Regions from separate parts of the Lactuca sativa genome. Here region 2 is linked to region 1. The links are chromatin contacts, called in public Hi-C maps. All regions are on one chromosome and are shown on one strand. The core of a region is the stretch at or near the end of the contact, and the rest is flanking DNA. Distances in the headings are between cores, read along the strand shown.

What was found. A called contact is a pair of places that touch in the nucleus more often than the background predicts.
Region 2: a contact with region 1 is called in a Hi-C map of leaf, with 7 times the contacts expected there. The contact joins the promoter of LOC111891104 here to the promoter of LOC111914840 in region 1. A contact is called at or near these places in 3 of 4 Hi-C or Micro-C datasets (leaf and seed).

The regions. Positions count from the first base shown.
Region 1 is chr5:21,140,793-21,145,307 of Lsat_Salinas_v11, reverse strand. It overlaps LOC111914840, which reads left to right and starts at 2,235. Exons shown (of 12, transcript XM_023910547.2): 1 at 2,235-3,654; 2 at 3,726-3,860; 3 at 3,931-4,075; 4 at 4,157-4,459. The coding sequence starts at 2,420.
Region 2 is chr5:21,292,404-21,296,918 of Lsat_Salinas_v11, reverse strand. It overlaps LOC111891104 (respiratory burst oxidase homolog protein C), which reads right to left and starts at 2,001. Exons shown (of 11, transcript XM_023887189.3): 1 at 1,127-2,001; 2 at 877-1,039; 3 at 688-736; 4 at 262-375; 5 at 1-161. The coding sequence starts at 1,721.

The DNA.
Region 1 (4,515 bases), core at 986-3,485:
TATGACACACTTCTTATACTGTAAACGACGAGAATATATGCACAATGCCACGTAGGTGCAACATATTCAAGTCATATGTCAGCTGGATGCCACATAAGCAAAAACAGTTGATAGTCAGTCATATTACCTAAATATGAACATATAAAACAAGTTGGTTTCATTAATGAGTACAAAAAAAGAACATTACCTATATATGGACAATCGAAACAGTTAGTTACATTAATAAGTCATTTTCCCCGGATTTTACAAGTTTTGTTTGGACAATTTGGACCTTTTTTCATTTTAAAAAATTGAGACAATAACTTACAATACTAACAAACTAATAAATTAAGACATACACAAAGAATTGCTACAACATTTGTTACCATCTTTCATTAAGTATAGACTAGTGCAGGAAATTAATGAAGTTAATGAAGTTGAAGGTGATGGGTAAAGTTATTTTTTTCATCTAAGATAAGTCATTCGTAACTGGGGTAGTGGTTTCAAATAAGTGTGTGGGTGCAAAAAGAAAAGAAAAGTAGACATGAAGATTATGATCTATGGGTCCCATCCAAGGCATATCAGGTTCTTAATAAAAAGAACGGCGATATAAATAAAAAATAATAAATATTATATAAATAAAAATAATAATAAATATTATATAATTATTTAAATGGTGCAGTTCGTTTATTATTTGCGGTTTGATTATTTTTAGTTTTTATAAAATTACAAAATGTAACAATCCAAAATCTTTGTTTTTTGAAAAATTTAAAACAATACCGTTGGTTTTCGTTTCGTTTGGGTTTGTGCGGTTATTCCGATTATTTTAGTTGTGGTTCGGTTCTTGTCTATCCGTAATTATATATAACTTTTTTAGTGATTATGTTATAAGTATATTTTTTTTTATCTGAACGCATTATATATTTCATATAAACAGGTTTAAAGAAAATAAATGTTTTACATAGCTATGGCGAGTAAATGAGCATCAAGCTGCAACTAACCATTTTTGGATAACAAAATTAATTTCTTCTAAGAACCACATCTATAGATCTTAGGGTCATAAGATTACTAAGCGTGACCGGTTAGACTCTATTAGGGAACTCCACAACATACAACACAAGGAGACCAAAAGTATCAAACACGAAAGGTATAAGCATTTGTTGATTTTTCATGTGCGCTTTCTTATATTTTGCCATTTTACAGGAGACAACTTTTAAGTAGACTGCCCCATAGTGAAAACCTCACTCTTCAAACACACAAGAGAAGAAACCCTTATGATTCACACATGCATGCTTTCCTCGTATTCATTCAAAAACTAAAATGTCAGTTGGTCTAAGTATCGATCTTTTTTTCTTATTTTTTTTAATAGAAATTGATCTTTTTTTCAAAGTTGATGTACTTTATTTTTTAATAGAAATGTCAAAAAGTCTATTTCGGCTAGGCATGCAAAAACCGTTTTTTTTTTATGAACCGGACCGGTTCAAAAAACCGGTTCGGTTCAAGTCCAAGTAGTCTAAACCGGTTCACACCCAAACCGGTTCACCCCCAAAAATATCCGAACTTATGTAAACCGGTTCAGAAAAACGGTTCAAAAAACCGGTTCGACGCAAATAAGGTTTTCTATTTTTTTTTTTTTTTTGGGCTAATAAGTGTAAAATAGGAATGAGTTTTTTTTTTGTTTAGAGTATAAAGCTCTAAATTGTCTTAAACCATAAATTTTTTTGGTTTCACAGTAGGTGGTTTGGGTGATTGGGAAGGCAAAGGCTTATAAGCCTTACATATACTTATACACATACACGTCCATATGGGGAATATTGCCAAAAGGGACCAAAAAACGAGTATCTAACGGCTATATAGCCGTTAGAATAAGACAAAAAAAACGGTAATATGCAAAACCGGTCCAAAACCGGATCAAAAAACCGGTTCTTATTAAACCGGTTTGAAACCGGATCACACGGACAAAATGGCGAACTGGTTCGGTCCGGAGGTTCGGTTCTTCGGGGGATCGGTTCATGCCTGAACCGGTTCGGAGGTAAACCGGTTTCCGGTTCATTGACCGGTTCGGTTTGTAAACCGGTTTTTTTGGTCACGTCTAATTTCGGCCGACTTTTAAGCCCGCTATAAATTCTAAGACCATCTACTTCGGCATAACTCTAAGCCCACTATAAATTCTAAGCCCATTTACTTTGGCCCAATTCTAACCATCTAAATTCTAACGTGACAAGTGAGGAGTGATGATGAAATCGGAGGGAAAAGCCATTCGAAGGGTTGAAAAATTGGCGGTTTACACGTTAAATAATACAGCTTCACAATTTATTCCATTATCTTTCCTCTCTAAGTTTTCTCTATCCTAATAGGTGATTTGTTCTATAATTTTGAAATATTGATACACGTTTATTCAGTCTTTAAACCAGGTTTTTGATTCTACTATGGGAGTATTATGAGAAATTCAGATCATTTTCTTGAGAACAACAGCAAAAGACTTCGTTCGGATCTCCATTTATCCAATTCGCTGCTTTCCGTTGTCAATAAACCCAAACCCACCATCTCCAGTTCAGCATCTTTACACATAAACACCTTTGGTATACCGCTAGTATCGAAAACTACAGGTTTATCAGTTGATTTAATTCATCTCCAGCCGACCCTACTTTACACGATCGGCAGGGATCGTCGCCTCTGTGATTTTTCTTTGGATCACCGGCAAGTAAGTAAGCAACACTGTCAAATTTACTTTGATGCATACAATAAGAAAGTATTCGTCGTAGATGGAGTTTCGTTTTTAAGCTCCGAAGAGTTTTCTAAAGTTAGGGTTTCTCTAAATGGGGTTTTCGTCGACGGTGCTAGAGTTGGAAATGGAGAAATTAAAGAAGTCAGCGCCGGCAGTGTGGTTTCATTTATTTGTGCAAATGAAGGTGTTTGTAACAGTATCCGTATTGGGTTCTCGGTTGAAAGAATTATTTTCATGGAGGAAGTTATCCATGGAAATTCATCCAACTCCAGGAACGATTTGTTTCCTGAGATTTTTATCGGCAAATCAGTTGATAGTAAACTCGCTAATGCGGGTCTTCTTTCGAGTAAGTGTAGAGAGATACTCTCTAGTGATGATCCTCTGTTGTATATTAGAGAATGTTTCCCCAACCCTTTCAAGTTAAGGGCTAAACACGTTAGTAGAAATAGAGTTAAAAGAAATTCATGCATTACTCCGGCTAACTTTTTATCACATCCTTCTTGTGTTGCACATGGGGTCTATTCTTGTGAGGGCTTAAACACTACTGATAATAAGACAACTTGTTTGTCTAAAGTCGAACATTCGAATCTAGATACATCCTGTAGAAACAGCTTTATAGCTTCAGAGATGAATGTTGAGCTACAACATTGTATTGTTAATGGTGGGCATTTACAACAACCAGTAAATGCCAGATTCCCTTTAGGGGAATGCATTTCTAACAATAAACCTAGTGACATCTATACTTGTGAAGAGAATATTATTCAATCTGAGCAGAAGAAGAAAGGTGTTTGTGCTCCTCCGCCAGGGAATAAATTCTACTTAAACCGCCTTCATTTCATGGGTGACGATCAATTAAGTGAGGTTAATGTCACATTACCAGAGCTTCTTCATCCTGTTGAAACCCTTGAACGTGTTTTCATTGCAACATTCACAAGTGATTTATCATGGTAAGTCCTAAAGTTCTTGAAACTCTTGTTATATTTTTGAATGTATACACTTTCTCATTTTATCTTTGTAGGTTTTTATCTTACTGTGAGATTCCTGCCCAGTTGCCAATTTCAATTGCATGCCATAATTCCGGGAGGTGTTGGAGTTCAAGCCCTGACAAAAGAACCCTCAAACCTTACTCCGATTTTCCAAACTTAGTTGTTATGTAAGTCAATGACTTCTTGACCATGATTGTTGACCAACTATTATGTAATATAGTTCTTTTCTGATATCAGATACCCTCAATTTCCTGAGGTTATATCCTTCAGTACAGACCGAAAGAAATTCGGCATCGCTTGTCATCATCCTAAATTATTTGTTCTACAAAGAGATGATAGTATGCGTGTAATCATCACTTCCGCCAATCTTGTGGCCAAACAGGTGACTTTCTTACAGAAATTACATAATTACCCTCATTATGATTTTCATGGAACAGAGTTTTCTATTTTCTTTATGATGTAGTGGCTACGAGTGACAAATACTGTTTGGTTTCAAGATTTCCCTCGTGGGAATGTGCTTGATTATAAATCTCTCTTTTGTCAATCATCTTCTGAAGAAGTGAATCAAGATTCAAAATCCGATTTTGCTGCTCAACTTGCTGGATTCATGGCAACTTTGTTAATTGGTGCTCCTGATCAATCCCATTGGATATTGGAATTAGGTAAGTTTGATTTCAGCAATGCTGCTGGACATTTGGTTGCATCTGTACCTGGGATTTATTCCCCAAAGCATCCATACATATCTGAATCTCTTCATTATTTAACTGTAAGTGGTTATTACATGTATTTGTATTAACAGAGCTGTGGCAACTGGCATTCTCT
Region 2 (4,515 bases), core at 752-3,251, 150 kb before region 1:
TTATCTTGTAAAAAGTACTTGAATCGATCGTATCCTCGTTGTAAGATGTTCCTATCGTTTGCATTCCGAAGCTTTTGGCTCAACATCATGCTTAGATTTTTGCTTTCGCCTCTCACGGATTGTGTTGGGGCTTGCAGCAAAAGGGTCTCCAAGCTTTCAATCTGGTTTCGAGAATATAAATTTGGATGTTAGCCGATAAAAAGAACGAAAATATAAACTACATCTTAATGTTGTTGAAGTGAAACAATGATAGATGTGTACCATGATGTAACCGAGGTTGTCGGGGTCTAATTCTTCCATAATCAATGCGGCGTATTCATCAGCTTGTTTTTGAATGTTCGATAACTTGTTTGCGGATGCACTTAAGCTGATAATCTGTATTGCATGAAGACAAAATCACATGTTAATTTTGTTCTTTGTACAGAAAAAAAAAAAGATTAATACGATGGCATCCTTCCTTATAACACAAGTCAAAGACTAAAGTAATTAATATATTGTTATATTTATTAGAAAATAACTGTTACAACTATAAATGGCAATTTTCTAAACATCAATTGGCAAATTATTAATAGCAAATAATTGTTAGAGTTAGTATTTAATACTTTTATTAGCAATAAAGTATAACTAACTTACGTTACCGTACTATCACACAAACCAACTGAAATCAAAAGGGGGTTCAGTTCATACCTCTCGAACTTCGGCTTCGTTGATCCGGCCATCGGCATCTTTGTCAACCCTGAATTTATGTTTTTGAATTAGTAAACGTATTCACATATCAATCCTTTGAATCAGTTAAGAACTATGATATGGAAAAACACAATTGATTTTAATGATTAATGAACAGATTATGGATAAATATTATAGGGAAATACTCACATATCAAAGAAAGTTTGAAGCCTTGAATCGAAACTTTGATCAGCAATTTGATCCCAGAACTCCTTCAGCTGAGCTTTGTTAATCAAGTCGCCGGTGATATTTCGTCGCCGACTAAGTGCATCGAATAGTTCTCCAGCGAATTCTTTTGAATCTTTGTTCATCCCTGCCGGAATTTGGAAACAGATAGAATAAATAAAAGGGATTACAGAAAAAGGAATAACAAAAGATGAAGATCTGAATTATTAGTTACCAATGCATTCTCCGAAAAGTGCTCGGGGAAGTAAGCCGGTGGTGGTGGCGGTGAGCTCATCAAACCGCTTCTCCAAGGCGGCCCACGCCGCAGCTCCATCGGTTTTGCTGATGAACTTCAACCCTTTAAGAGCATGAGTTGCGGCAGATTTGGTCCTGTCGTATCGCCCAGCTGTCGGTCGTTTTGATATCGATGTTAATTTTCTAAGCTCTTCCGATACTTGCCGGATTCTCGACGACGCATTTCGCACAACTGAAGCCCCCAAAGAAGACCTTTTCTCCAGCCCTTTAGCCAATAAAGTCAGTTCGGGGTCCTCCACATCACCGGCAGTTTTCACGCTGTGAACCGCCACAGAATCGTCGCCAACATCCAAAGTAATCTCAACGTAATCGTCGTTATTTCTCGACTTCATACTTCCACCACCGCTACTGCTACCGCTGTCGTCTGGAATATTAAATCTGGCGCTTTTACGGGTACCTCTTTTGTTCAACGGACCACTAAACGCCGTCCTGTCAGAGCCAACAATCTCCGTATCGCGGTTACTCTCCGGCAACCCATCTTTGCCGTCACCAGTACCCATTTTTTGCATTTGCATCAAATCCAAATCCCAGATCACAAATCCAAAAGATTAAACAATTGATCTGAACGATATTTAATCAAACTAATGTCCCCGATTTGGATGAACTTTATTTGGAAGCTTGGAAAAGATTAAATAAATTTTAAAAACGCAGATGATGAAAGGTGAAGAGAATTGTGGTATTTAAAGAACGGATCAATGGCGATGGCTTTTGGTTTGGAAGGTTTTGGAGCTATGCAGTTGTTTAAATGGGTCCAGAAATGACACCTTCTACGTCTTCTTGTTCAAGGAGGAAGAAGGCTCCGAGTTATCGCTAGAGTGTGTGTATGAGAATGAGTCAACGTTGACGACTAGGCTTTGTGTTATTAAAAATTTACACATTAAAACCTTACCAACCATAAAAGTTTTAAGGATTGCATTATACATGCATCTTGAAGCTGTGTTTAGCAGGTGATTTTAAATATAAATTTACTTCGTTTTACTAATTAATTTACCTAAAGATTTGTACAAATAACAGGTTGGAGGGAAATACAAATTAGTTAACGGCTTAAATAAGTAATTTACGTTGAATAGAAAAGACAGTTGGGTTGGATTGACCCTAAAGGGTTATTATATATATATATATATATATATATATATATATATATATATATATATATATATATATATATATATATATATATATATATATATATATAATTTAACTTTTATTTAAACTACTTCGAAGTATATTTCCCTAAATTTTACTTATCCATACAAATAATGCAAAGAGTCCTTTATGATTCTAGTATCTTCTTGTGAAGGAAAATTTGTATTAATGATAGGTATGGTAGTACAAGTAGTGTCTGTATATTTAATCGTCATAATAAATATATATTTTTTTGTCTCATTTTGATTTTCTTATTTTAGACCATAAAAATGCTTTCATGACCAATCAAAAAAACACTCCAAATGAAGAAAGTCAACGAAGCATTGGATTTAAGGTAAAGAAACATGTTTTTTTTTTGCTCAATTGTGTTCATTCTTTTTATAGTATTTACAATGGTAAGTTCAATGTAAGAGTTGAAGGATATGGTAAGTGTATTTGACATTCAATGGATGAGAATCATTGAACTCTTCAATTGAAAAAATAAAAGTTTTTAATTCTTAAATATTTATTAAAAATTATATTTTGTAACATTCTATTGAACTTTATAGAATTTAATGTATCATAGAAAAAAAATGATAAGGTTTTATAGATTGTAGAAAAATAATGTAACAATCCATTAAACTCTATGGAATTCAATGCATTATGGATGTCTTATAATATTTGTGGGTCAATAATTGGATTGGATAAAACAAAAACAAACAAAAATATCAAGCGAACTAAACAAAACAAGTATGGTTTTGATTAAAATTGGTTTAGTTGAAAATCAAACCGTATATATATAGATTTGTTTTAATTAAAAAAAAATACAAAACATGATGTTATTTGAAGTTTTAAATATTAAAAAAAAGTATCAAGTGAGTCTTCTCCACCAATTGAATACTTTGATTTCAAACAGAAATTATATATCAATAAAAGAAAATTCATGCATCTTAATGTTTTACGTAAATTAATAAAAATACATTATCTAAAATGGAACGAAATTAAAATGTACTAATATTATCCATGAAAATATAATTCATAAAGTCTTAAAACACGTTTTGATTTGGTATAGAGATTTTAAGTCCAAAAATAATAGAAAACTATTTATGCATGACTTGATCTTTCTCGATTATTTTCAACAAAGTTAACGCAATTGTTGATTGCGTGCCGGTCAACTTTGCCTAATTCATGTGCTTGTCCACTTGCTTTAGAATGTACAAGTCTCCAAGCTTCTTGTGCAACCATCTTTCGTCAATTTTGATTTTTGAATTTCTTGTCATTTCCTGGAAACACTGTTGAAATGTTATTTTCCACTTTCCAGCAGGGGAAATGTTGCCCGGTAAGACCTGTCGGTATGCTTCTTACCGCACATCGTGGTATGTAATGTGTCATCGTTGGTTGGACTGTGGTAAGCATGTCAAACGAAGACCTTTTTACTGCACCTTCCATTTGATTTATTTTACCGTTGTTTTTAAATGGATAGAAATATAATTTTTTTAAATAAACAATATATATATATATATATATATATATATATATATATATATATATATATATATATATATATATATATATATATAATAGCCGTTTACCCGCGCAAAACGGCAGACTGTGGTAAGCATGTCAATTCAATCGTTAGTTTGTTTTAGGAAATATGTCATATTAAAAATAAAGAAAATTCATGAAATGACCAAATTATATGGTGTTGAGTATTTATTTAGATGAAAAAAGATCTGGTCAAAACTTTGGAAGTGAAGATTTATAGGAGTTTGTTTAAATTTTAATATTATTTTATTAGTGATTAGTTGTACAATTAGCTTAATGATTTGGACGTCTTAAAAAAATATTATTATTTTATTCAATCTATTTTTGGAAATAGTAAGATTACTTTAAATATTTGTATTTCAAAAATCAATCCAAACAACCATCAATTTACTGCTCGAAACAAATCGTGTGCAAATGTCCGTCCGTTGGATCTGTCGGTATGGTTTTGAGGGCTATAGCGGAAATCATGAAAAAAATATTACAATTAGTATTATTATTTAGTGTTTTAATTTAATTGCCTTGTTTATCGTTAATGAACTATTCCCCTTTTATTAATTTTATATAATTACATTTTATTTAATTAAAAAAAATAAAAAATAAAAATGTGATATGGCATCTACTAGTTTCGTGGGATGAAGG